2 separate regions of the Canis lupus genome follow, and region 2 is linked to region 1. The links are chromatin contacts, called in public Hi-C maps. All regions are on one chromosome and are shown on one strand. Each heading gives the region's core, a stretch centred on a gene start, on an enhancer-like site or on the middle of the called end of the contact. The rest is flanking DNA. Distances are from core to core; before and after follow the strand shown. Region 1 holds the start of GOT2 (aspartate aminotransferase, mitochondrial). Region 2 holds the start of SETD6 (N-lysine methyltransferase SETD6).

What was found. A called contact is a pair of places that touch in the nucleus more often than the background predicts.
Region 2: a Hi-C map of blood shows a contact between it and region 1, with 5 times the contacts expected there. The contact joins the promoter of SETD6 here to the promoter of GOT2 in region 1. A contact is called at or near these places in 2 of 9 Hi-C or Micro-C datasets (both in blood).

Annotation. Positions count from the first base shown.
Region 1 is chr2:57,237,161-57,242,384 of UU_Cfam_GSD_1.0, reverse strand. It overlaps GOT2 (aspartate aminotransferase, mitochondrial), which reads right to left and starts at 2,857. Exons shown (of 10, transcript XM_038530878.1): 1 at 2,652-2,857. The coding sequence starts at 2,740. It overlaps LOC111092647 (a long non-coding RNA gene), which reads left to right and starts at 2,335. Exons shown (of 3, transcript XR_005355700.1): 1 at 2,335-2,826; 2 at 4,167-4,506; 3 at 5,045-5,111.
Region 2 is chr2:57,409,744-57,415,141 of UU_Cfam_GSD_1.0, reverse strand. SETD6 (N-lysine methyltransferase SETD6) reads left to right here and starts at 1,496. Exons shown (of 9, transcript XM_038530895.1): 1 at 1,496-1,559; 2 at 1,681-1,851; 3 at 1,961-2,105; 4 at 2,185-2,326; 5 at 2,459-2,653; 6 at 2,771-2,891; 7 at 4,239-4,419; 8 at 4,581-4,723; 9 at 4,898-5,398. The coding sequence starts at 1,533. The coding sequence ends at 5,203. NDRG4 (protein NDRG4) reads left to right here. Exons shown (of 17, transcript XM_038530899.1): 17 at 1-269.

The DNA.
Region 1 (5,224 bases), core at 1,608-4,107:
CAGGGCGCGATCCTGGAGTCCCGGGATGGAGTCCCATGTCGGGCTCCCAGCATGGAGCCTGCTTCTCCCTCCTCTTGTGTCTCTGCCTCTCTATGTCTATCATAAATAAATAAATCTTAATAAAATAAAATAAAATAAAATGTGCAGCTAAATGGGGGCGCCTGGGTGGCTCAGTGGTTGAGTGTCTACTTTTGGTTCAGGGTGTGATCCCAGGGTCTGGGGATCGAGTCCCATACTGGGCTCCCTGCAGGGAGCCTGCTTCTCTCTCTGTCTCTCATGAATAAATAAAATCTTACAACAAATAATACAGCTAAATGAAACATTTGAACTTAAGAGTTCCATTAAAATGACTCAACACCAGGCAGCCTGGGTGGCTCAGCAGTTTAGCGCTGCCTTCAGCCCAGAGCCTGATCCTGGAGTCCCGGGATCGAGTCCCACATCGGGCTCCCTGCATGGGGCCTGCTTCTCTTTCTACCTGTGTCTCTGCCTCCCCCCTCCATGTCTCTCATGAATAAATAAAATCTTAAAAAAAAAAAAAGACTCAACACCAATTAAGTATTTTATAGGATTAACCCTCAGTTCTTCAGAATGCTGACTGCCAAGATTGAATTGTATAAAAATGGGCTGTTTAAAAAAATAAAGAAATTTCAATTAGTGGAGTTTACTTTAAATAAACTTTAGATTTTGGTAAAGATCAGGATGCTTGGGTGGCTTAGCAGTTGAGTGTCTCCCTTGGTTCAGGGCGTGATCCCAGGGTCCTGGGATTGAGTCCCACATTGGGCTTCCTGAATGGAGCCTGCTTCTCCCTCTGCCTGTGTCTCTGTCTCTCTCCTTCTGTGTCTTTCACAAATGAATAAAATCTTAAAAAAATATACTTTGGTCAAGATCACTTCTACAGTGGCAGCAGTGAAGGTTCTCATTTCCTTGTTGTCGGAAGGGTTACCTGTCATGGCCAAATATGGCAGCTGGCTCTATCACCCAATCATGTATCATTGCTTAAATCTGAACAGCATCTTCTCAGCTGTAGATGCTCAACTACTTTAAGACTTTACAGCAGTGAGCAAAGTCGTTATGGAACTTACATTCTCATTGTGAAAAGACTGAAAAGAAAAATGAGTCAGCCACTCAAACTCAAAGAATGACTAAAAGGTCACACCCATAGGGATATGCACCAAGCACTTTAAGTAAAGCTTTAGGCCACCCAGCCAAATCTATAAAACAATAATCACTTTTAAGACCACTACAATATTGCAAAACTTTCTCTTGCCCATAACTTTAGGCACCCCTTTCTCTTCTCCCTAATTCTGGTCCACTAGGTAGGCTGGCTTAGAGAGCACACCTTGAAAGAGTGCCAAGGAGGAACTAAATCAGGGATAGACAAAGTGTGAAAGCCCAAGCAAAACTGTACTGCCAAGAGTGTGAGGCTGTGTAAAGGACAAACTGTTCTGCCGGTTGAGGATGACAGGCATACAATCAAGGCACACAGAACAGGCCAGGGCTTTGCTCCTTGTAATCAGTATCTGGCCCGTGGTGGGCTGGAGACTAGGCTCCTCTTTAGGTGGTACTTAAAGCATACAGTCTCAAACTGCCTTCTTGAGTCACTTAATCGCCTGGCTTGGGTCTTCACTAGGAAGGAATTACTAATTCGTTTTAAACTCCATACTTTCTTATTGCAACACTTAGCACAGTGTGAAGTTACATATTTGTAAATGTCTTGAGTGACACCCGTCACTCGTTCACCACTGCCTCTATCATTTGGCCTAGCACCTGGCTCTGTGAGACTGTGACGAAATATTTAGTAAATGAGAGCACAGAGAGGTGGAGAGGAAGAGCGGTGACTTCCCTATAGTCAAACAAAAAGGAGGTGAACTACACCTTGAACCTTTTCCATGTGAAGGCCACATGGTCCAGGGGTCACCGGGGACTCTGGTGGTAACACGGGGGAGGGGGAAGGAGGGAGGATGCACGCACCAAGGTCAGGGGATGCAGAAGCGAGAGCTGGGCCTGAAAGCCAGGGCCCCGGGAGCCTCCCTGCCCTGTACTTCCTTTCCCGCGGCCCACGGCCAGAAGCACGCCGCGGCCCTGCAACCCCGCTCAAGCCCGCGGGAGGCCACGACAGGTGAGCCCCGCCGCGCGCCCCAGGGCAGCGCACCAAGGGCACCCGGCCCTGCGCGCCGCAGCCAATCCGCGCAAGGCAGCCTCGGCGGCGCAGCCAATGGGCGCCAGGCCGGCCGGGCACCGCAGCCGCGAGAGCCTTCCCCTCGCCACCTCACCTCACCCCACCCCCCCGTCCCCCGCCCCCCGCCCCCCGCCCCCACGGCGCCGAATCCGCGTCTCGTGACCCCCCAAACCCTGAATGGGAGTCCGGGTGCTGGAGAGGGCCGCAGACTCGGAACCCGGGGGAATGCGCTGGCACGCTGTCCTGCGGTCCCGGGACAAGGGAGGGGAGGGATGGGGATGTAAGACCCCGAGGGTCACTTTGAGGCGCCGACGCTCAATTATCAGCCCCCACTGAAGCCGAGGGGGTGTCAGAGAAAGTGTGTGTATGGTGCCTGTGCTTGGGGGGCTGGGGGGTTAGATGCCCTGGGGCGCCGGCAGCCCGGATGGGCAGGCCCGTCGTCCCCAGCTCCGTGTCCGTCTCCCCTGCTTACCTGGCTCTCGCAGAAGCCGCACCAGCGAGGCCTGGGTGGAAGGCGGCGGCGACCCCAGACAGGACGCGGCCGGAGTGCAACAGGGCCATGCTGGGCGGCGAGAAGGCAGTGGGCAGCGGCACGACGGAGCGCAGGCCGGCGGGCGCAGACACGCAGGCGCGGGCTCCCGCGGGAGGTAAGGACAGCGACTTACCCGGGCGGCTAGAGCGGCCGTCCGCCGGCGCGAACGTCGTCACAGCGCACCCTGGCGGCGGGGGCGCCTCGGCGCGGCCGCCGCCTCTGAGCCGCGTGGGCTCGCCCGGGAGTCGGCTCCCCCAGGGCCACGTGGTCCCGGAGAACTGTGACCCTGCGTTGTATCGCGGTTCGCAGCGCCTGAAAAGCTTTGGCTTAATCACGACAGACCCGACTGTAGAGGTAGCAGCTATTATGCCAACTCGAGAGCTGGGAAAATATATACCGATGTAGGTGAGAGTAATTTGCCATCTGCCGTACAGCCAGTGCCCAAGGTGGCCAGTCCTCAGACTTTAGCAAGCTGTTTCCCTAAGTGCAAATCACCCACCTTCTTCCTGAATCTTTCTTATCCCTGGTTTGTAGAGGATAACAGGCCCATCTCGTGGGGGTATTTGTGATGATTGAGATTAGCCGATTATGTCTAAGAACGGCCTGGTGTAGTAGCGCAAGATAATGCATGGTTTTTTGTTTTTTTTTTTAATTTTTATTTATTTATGATATATATATAGAGAGAGACACACACACATAGGCAGAAGGAGAAGCAGGCCCCATGCACCGGGAGCCCGACGTGGGATTCGATCCCGGGTCTCCAGGATCGCGCCCTGGGCCAAAGGCAGGCGCTAAACCGCTGCGCCACCCAGGGATCCCCAATGCATGGTTTTTAATGACAAACTTGTGTTTGTCAGTCAAATCCTTACAGTTGTGTGTGGAATGGAATGAAACAGTTTTAAAGGAAAAAGTGAATAAATTTGAGATATCAGAACTAGAATGATTCAAACAAGTCAGCTCTCAAGAATGGCTGTTTCTCGGGGATCCCTGGGTGGCACAGCGGTTTAGCGCCTGCCTTTGGCCCAGGGCGCGATCCTGGAGACCTGGGATCGAATCCCACGTCGGGCTCCCAGTGCATGGAGCCTGCTTCTCCCTCTGCCTATGTCTCTGCCTCTCTCTCTCTCTCACTGTGTGCCTATCATAAATAAATAAAATAAAAAAAATTAAAAAAAAATGGCTGTTTCTCAGATACTTCTCTAAACCCCAAATAGAACCGTGTCCCTTGCCAATTTAATTTGTCTTCTGTGGCATCTCATTGCCTGAGGTCATATTCTAGGCCCTTCCCAGCCCAGCCCCAAGCGACTGTCTCAGATTCATCTGCTCTCTCCCTGACCTCAGCCTGTGCTCCCATAGGCCACAACTTTCCATTCCACTACTAGATTAGCTTCCTACAAGTGCTCTAACAAAATGCTACAAACTGGATGGTTAAAACAATGGAAATTTATTCTTTTACAGTTCGGGAGGCTAGAAGCCCAAAATCCAGATGTCAGCAGGGTTCGTTCCTTCTGGAGTCTCTGGGATAGGAATCTGCTCCCTGCCTTCTTCCAGCTTCTCGCAGTTGCTGGCAATCCTTGCCAGCAAGCAGGTCCTTGGCTTATAGACACATCACTCAATCTCTGCCTCTGTTTTCACATTGTATTTTGTTTTGTTTTGTTTTTGTTTTCACATTGTATTATCTCCCTGTGTGTATCTCTGAGTTTGTTCTCCTCCTCAAGGACATGAATCGTATTGGATCAGAGCCTACAGTGACGGTTTCATCTTATACATCTGCAGAGACCCAGCTTGCAAATCACAGGTACCTGGGATTGGAACTTAAACTTATATTTTGGGAGAATGCATTTTGACCCATAACAATCACTATCTTAAGATCCAGCAATTTTACTTCCAGGTATAGCCTTCGAGACCTCAAACATGTATAGGATATTAGTGAGGCAATGTTCATAAAAGAAAAACACAAGAAACAGCCAAGTTGCTCATCAATAGTTATATAGATGTGCTCTTATAGTCATGTGATGGAGTGCTATAGAGCTACGTGTAAGTGAGCTCAAGCCTCAAAAACATAAAAAAAACAAGTTGCAAACTCATTTAGGTAAAATTTTAATATAAGCAAAATCATTTCATGTATTCATTTGTAAATGTATGTAAAAGTCTGAAAAAAACATACACCAAGGATACATTTCAGTACAGGAGAGTATAGGAAGGTGTTTGCCCTTATGGAGGGAATGACACAACTTTGTCATATTTGCTTCACAAAAAAGTTACAAGTAATATTAACAATGGTCATTTTGGGTGTATTTGTTATACTGTTCTCTTATATATATATTTAAATATAGGGATCCCTGGGTGGTGCAGCGGTTTGGCGCCTGCCTTTGGCCCAGGGCACGATCCTGGAGACCCGGAATCGAATCCCACGTCGGGCTCCTGGTGCATGGAGCCTGCTTCTCCCTCTGCCTGTGTCTCTGCCTCTCTCTCTCTCACTGTGTGCTTATCATAAGTAAATAAAAAAATAAAAA
Region 2 (5,398 bases), core at 247-2,746, 170 kb before region 1:
AGATGAGATATCTATAAATATCTATACATTATATATATATATATATGTGTGTTTGTGTGTGTGTGTGTGTGTATGTATATTGGGTCTTCCTGGGTGTGGTTTTCCATCAGAGGTGGTCTCTTTGGTCAAGTGAACTTCTACTGGAGTTTATTATTTTCCTCTCTGTATAAAGTGAAGAACCTAACTTTATGTATTCTGGTGGCTGATGTCATGAAACTTTGAGATGACAAAATGTAAAACAAATAAAAACCCTTGTCAAATAGAGTTAATTAACTGTGTTGACAAACTAATAAGTGAAGAATTCAAGTATAGTGCCGCCAGGCCCGTTACGGGAAGCTTTTGAGATGGCAGCATTGAGGTCCTTCCTGGGTTTAGGTGGGACTGAGTATGCAGGAGTTCCCATTGCTGTTTCTACTTCTAGTTCTATTTAAAAAACTCAACTCCTGGGGACCTGAACTCAGGACCACTCAGATCAAGAATCACATGCTCTACCAACTGAACCAGCCAGGTCCCCCACTTATTTACAGTTCTTATCACATTATCTTACCAATCCTTATGTGTTTTTGTTTGTTTGTTTGTTTTTTTAATTAGCTAGTGAGGAAGAGCAGCGAAGAGGGGGAAGTAAAAGGAGAAACAGATTCCCTGCTAAACCGCAGCCCGGTGCTGCGGGATCCCAGGACCCCAAGATCATGACCACAGTTGAAGGCAGATGCTTCACTGAGCCACCGCCCAGGTGCCCACCCATCCTTACGTTAATTCCACATGGTATATGTTATCTCAGTTTCACAGCTGAGGAAACAGAGCCTCAAGATAAAGAATTTGCCATCTTATTAGGCTTCTTATTAAGCCAAGCTGGGAGCTGGCTTTAACATTGTGTGACTGCAAAGCCCTCTATATTCGCTGCTTCAGTTTCTTAAAAGTATTCTACTTTCCTGTGTTTAACCACCATTTCTGATTCACTCATTTACTTAATAGATACTGCGTACCTGCTATGTGTCAACTAATAAAGCACGTAAATAAAACCCCATGTATACGATGAAAAACAGAGGGATATACTAGCAAGTGCGGCGGAGGGGCTATTCCAGCCCTGGGAACTCTTCCCGTGCCCCTTCCCGTGCCCCTCGGAAACACACACGCACGCGCACACGCAACCTGCTCTTACGGAGCAAATAACACGGGTTGGACGAGCTGAGTGGCTGGGACTCGAGATCAGGAAGGCAGACTCAGACCCTCGCTCGATGCGGGTCCTCTGGAGGGACCCGACCGCACGTCTTCTAGACCCCGCTGGGGACACCCCGGCCCCGGGAGCACGTTCCCGGGAGGAGCGATCGCGCAGGCTCCAAGCCCCGCTCGCCCTCCACCCCGCGGCCCGGGCCACGTCACGTGGCCCGCGTCCCCGCCCCCGTCCCCGTCCCCGCCCCCGTCCCCGTCCCCGTCCCCGCCCCCGTCCCCGCCAGGCCCTTCCCCAGACGCCGGAAGTGCGCGCGCGGGGCTCTAGGGCCGCGGGGCCGCGGGGCCGCGGGGCCGGGACCATGGCGACCCGGGCTAAGCGCCGGCGGGTAAGTCGCAGGGTCCTCCCCGCCGCGCCTCGTCCCTACCCTGCCCGCAGCGCGGCCCCCCGCCCCCTCCCTCCGCTCGCGCAGGCCCCCGCCCTCTCACCGCGCCCCTTCCCCCACCCAGAGCACTTCCTCCACGCGCGCCTCGGCCTCCTCCGGGGCGGGCCGTCTCCGCGGCGCTCGCTCGTTTCAGGTGGCGGGGCCCGTGCGCGGTAGCGACCCGGACCCGGACCTGGACCCGGTGGCCGGCTTCCTGAGCTGGTGCCGGCAGGTGGGGCTGGAGCTGAGTCCCAAGGTGAGGCGGCGGGGGCGCGGGCGCGGGCGCGGGCGGGGGCGGGGGCGCGGGCGCGGGCGCGGGCGGGCGGGGGCGCAGGCCAGCTCGGACCGGCCGCTCCCCCGTTCAGGTGACGGTGAGCCGGCAGGGCACGGTGGCCGGCTACGGTATGGTGGCCCGGGAGAGCGTGCAGCCCGGGGAGCTGCTGTTCGCCGTGCCGCGGGCCGCGCTCCTGTCGCAGCACACCTGCTCCATAGGCGGCCTGCTGGAGCGAGGTGGGTGCGCCTGCGGGAGCGGGACGGGGAGGCGGGCCGCGGGGTGGCGCCCGGGCTCTCACCTCCCCGTCTCCCTCAGAGCGAGGCGCGCTGCAGAGCCAGTCGGGCTGGGTGCCGCTGCTGTTGGCGCTGCTGCATGAGCTGCAGACCCCAGCCTCGCTCTGGAGCCCCTACTTTGCGCTCTGGCCGGAGTTGGGCCGCTTGGAACACCCCATGTTCTGGTGAGAGCCTCAGTACGGGTGGGGAGCACCAGCACCATAGCCTAGCTCAAACAGCCCTGGCCCGGGGACAGGGCTCCCAAGCACTAGTCTCGGTGGGATGTGTGAAGGGAACCCGGTGGGGTCTCCCTGCAGGCCCGAGGAGGAGCGCCGGCAACTGCTGCAGGGCACGGGCGTACCGGAGGCCGTGGAGAAGGACTTGGCCAACATCCGCAGTGAATACTATTCCATCGTGTTGCCCTTCATGGAAGCCCACCCGGATCTTTTCAGCCCCAGGGTTCGCTCCCTGGATCTCTACCGCCAGCTTGTGGCTCTTGTGATGGCCTACAGGTCAGTGAGCAGAACGAAGGACTTTTTTGCTTTAGAATTCTATTGAGGGATGAGAGGGGAAAGAACACTGAACCACACCCCAGTCTCTGGGCTTTAGCAAAGTTCTCTTTGTGGCAGCTTTCAGGAACCACTGGAGGAAGAGGACGATGAAAAGGAGCCAAACTCCCCTTTGATGGTGCCTGCTGCAGACATACTAAACCACTTAGCCAATCATAATGCCAATCTAGAATACTCTCCGGTGAGTGGATCCCTCTTAGTTATTCCTTTAAAAAAAAAATGTATTCATGAGAGAGGCAGAGGCAGGCTCCCCATGGGGAGCCCAATGCTGGACTGGATCCCAGGACCCTGGGACCACGACGTGAGCAAAAGACACTCAACCATTGAGCCACCCAGGTGCTGTTATTATTGCACGGATGATCAGGCATTTGATTCAAACCAGTGCTTGTCATTTATGCTGGTGGGACAGTTGGGCTAAGTGGGCTCCATTCTTGGCATGGTAAAAATGCATAGGTGAAATTAGCTTTTTTTTTTTTTTTTTTTTTTTTAATGTATCTTCAGTTTGTGTATTCCCGTCAAATAGTTTGAACACAAAACCTCAGCCCACAAAGAAAGTTTTGGTTAAGTCTCTGCTAAGCTACTGCAATCATTTTTTTGGTGCTGGAGGTTGGCTCCTCTATGCAGTCCGTACCAGTGAGCCAAGGCAGTGTTGGGGCCCTCCTGACATCAGCCTGGAACAGCTATACAGTCATTACTTTTGGGGAAGGGGGAGAAAAGGGCATGGCCATAGGTCAGATCTAAGATGATACCAGGGTTATGTATCAATTCCATTTGCTTTGTGGAAAGTTGCAAGAAAAGATCCGAGTTCTTGAAATTAGGGAATGGCTGTTTTTTTAATCCTAGCCTCTGTCTGCCATTCCTACTTTGATCTGAGTTTAACTGTTCATTTTTAAAAGCTAGTAGCTTTAAGTTCTGAAGAGGACTAAGGAGAGAGACTTACTTAATCAAGTAATGGGGCTAAACTTGACCTTTCTAAATCACACCTCTTTCATCCTATTGTACAGGCATGCCTCACTTTATTATACTTCAGATAGATTGTGCTTTTTACAAATTGAAGGTTTGTGTCAATCCTGTGTTGAGCAAGTCTATCAGTGCCATTTTTCTAACACCACATGCTTCACATCTGTTTTATTTTGGGAAGAATCTTAGTACAAAATTTCTCATTACTATATTTGTTTTGGTGATCTGATCAGTAATTACAACTCACAGAAAACTCAGATGGTTAGCACAGTTTAGCAATAAAGCTGTTTTCTACAATAAGATTTTTATATGCACTGGGATGTCAAAGTTCATTTCACTCGCATTTAAAAAAACTTGTTTTGTGGTGGTCTGGAGCTGAACCCTAAGTACAATTTCTGAGGTGTGCCTATACAGGATCATAATAGGAACTAAAAGTAGAATGTTGGTAGGTATGTGATCAGTCCCATTGTTGAACTGTACCCACTGGGAGGCTTTTCCTAAGAGGGAATTAATCTTCATGGAGCTGCCCAAAGAAAGGCCAGGTCCCAGCTTCTCCCTTCCACCCTAGAATTGTCTTCGGATGGTGGCCACTCAGCCCATTCCTAAAGGCCATGAAATTTTCAACACTTACGGACAGATGGCTAACTGGCAACTGATTCATATGTATGGTTTTGCTGAACCATATCCTGACAACACAGATGACACAGCTGACATTCAGATGGTGACAGTTCGTGAAGCAGCATTACAGGGTGAGTGTCTGATTGATCCAGTCTTGGGAGACTGGTGGACAGGTCTCTATCCCCACCCCGGGTGCTCTTACATAGCAGCAGTTGTTTTTTGGATACTGGGTTGTAGACTAAAAAGCAATGATGATTTTAGACGGAGACTTTCACACTATTACTATCTACAGGAACAAAAGTTGAAGCTGAAAGGCTCTTACTGTTGGAACGGTGGGATTTCTTATGCAAACTGGAGATGGTTGGGGAAGAGGGAGCCTTTGTGATTGGGCGTGAGGAGGTACTGACTGAAGAGGAATTGACCACAACACTCAAGGTAAAGGGCTGAGAATGGCTAAAATGTTTAGAGGTAGATAAAGCTAGATGAGAAAGGAAAGGTGGGATGGAGGGAGAAGACACTTATTAAGCTGCCAAAATAGGCTTCTCTAAATTCAGAAATTGACAAAGGACAATCAAATTCCTAATCAAAAGGCCCAACAATTGCTTCTAGGTACTATGCATGTCTGCTGAGGAGTTCAGAGAGTTTAAAGACCAAGATGGATGGGGAGATAATAAAAGGGAAGAGGACAGCTTGACAATCAAAAATATCCCCAAACTTAAAGCATCATGGAGACAGCTTCTTCGGGACAGTGTTTTGTTGACCCTGCAAACCTATGCCACAGACTTAAAATCTGAACAAGATTTACTAAGTAACAAGGAGGTCTACACCAAACTCAGCTGGAGGGAACAGCAGGCCTTACAGGTTCGCTTTGGTCAGAAGATGATCCTAAACCAGTTGTTGGAACTGACAAGTTAGCAGGTTCCCTGTTGTCTGAAGGAACATGCACGAGAAGAATTTTATTTGAAGCTAATATTCACTGATATTTGAAAAAAAGGAAATTTGCATCTTTTGCTTTGGTTTCCCTTTATTAAATACCAAAAGGAAAAGTAGCAAAGATAGTGTGCTAGGTAGGGTTAACTAAGAACTGTGTAAGAACCGGGCATAGCAGAC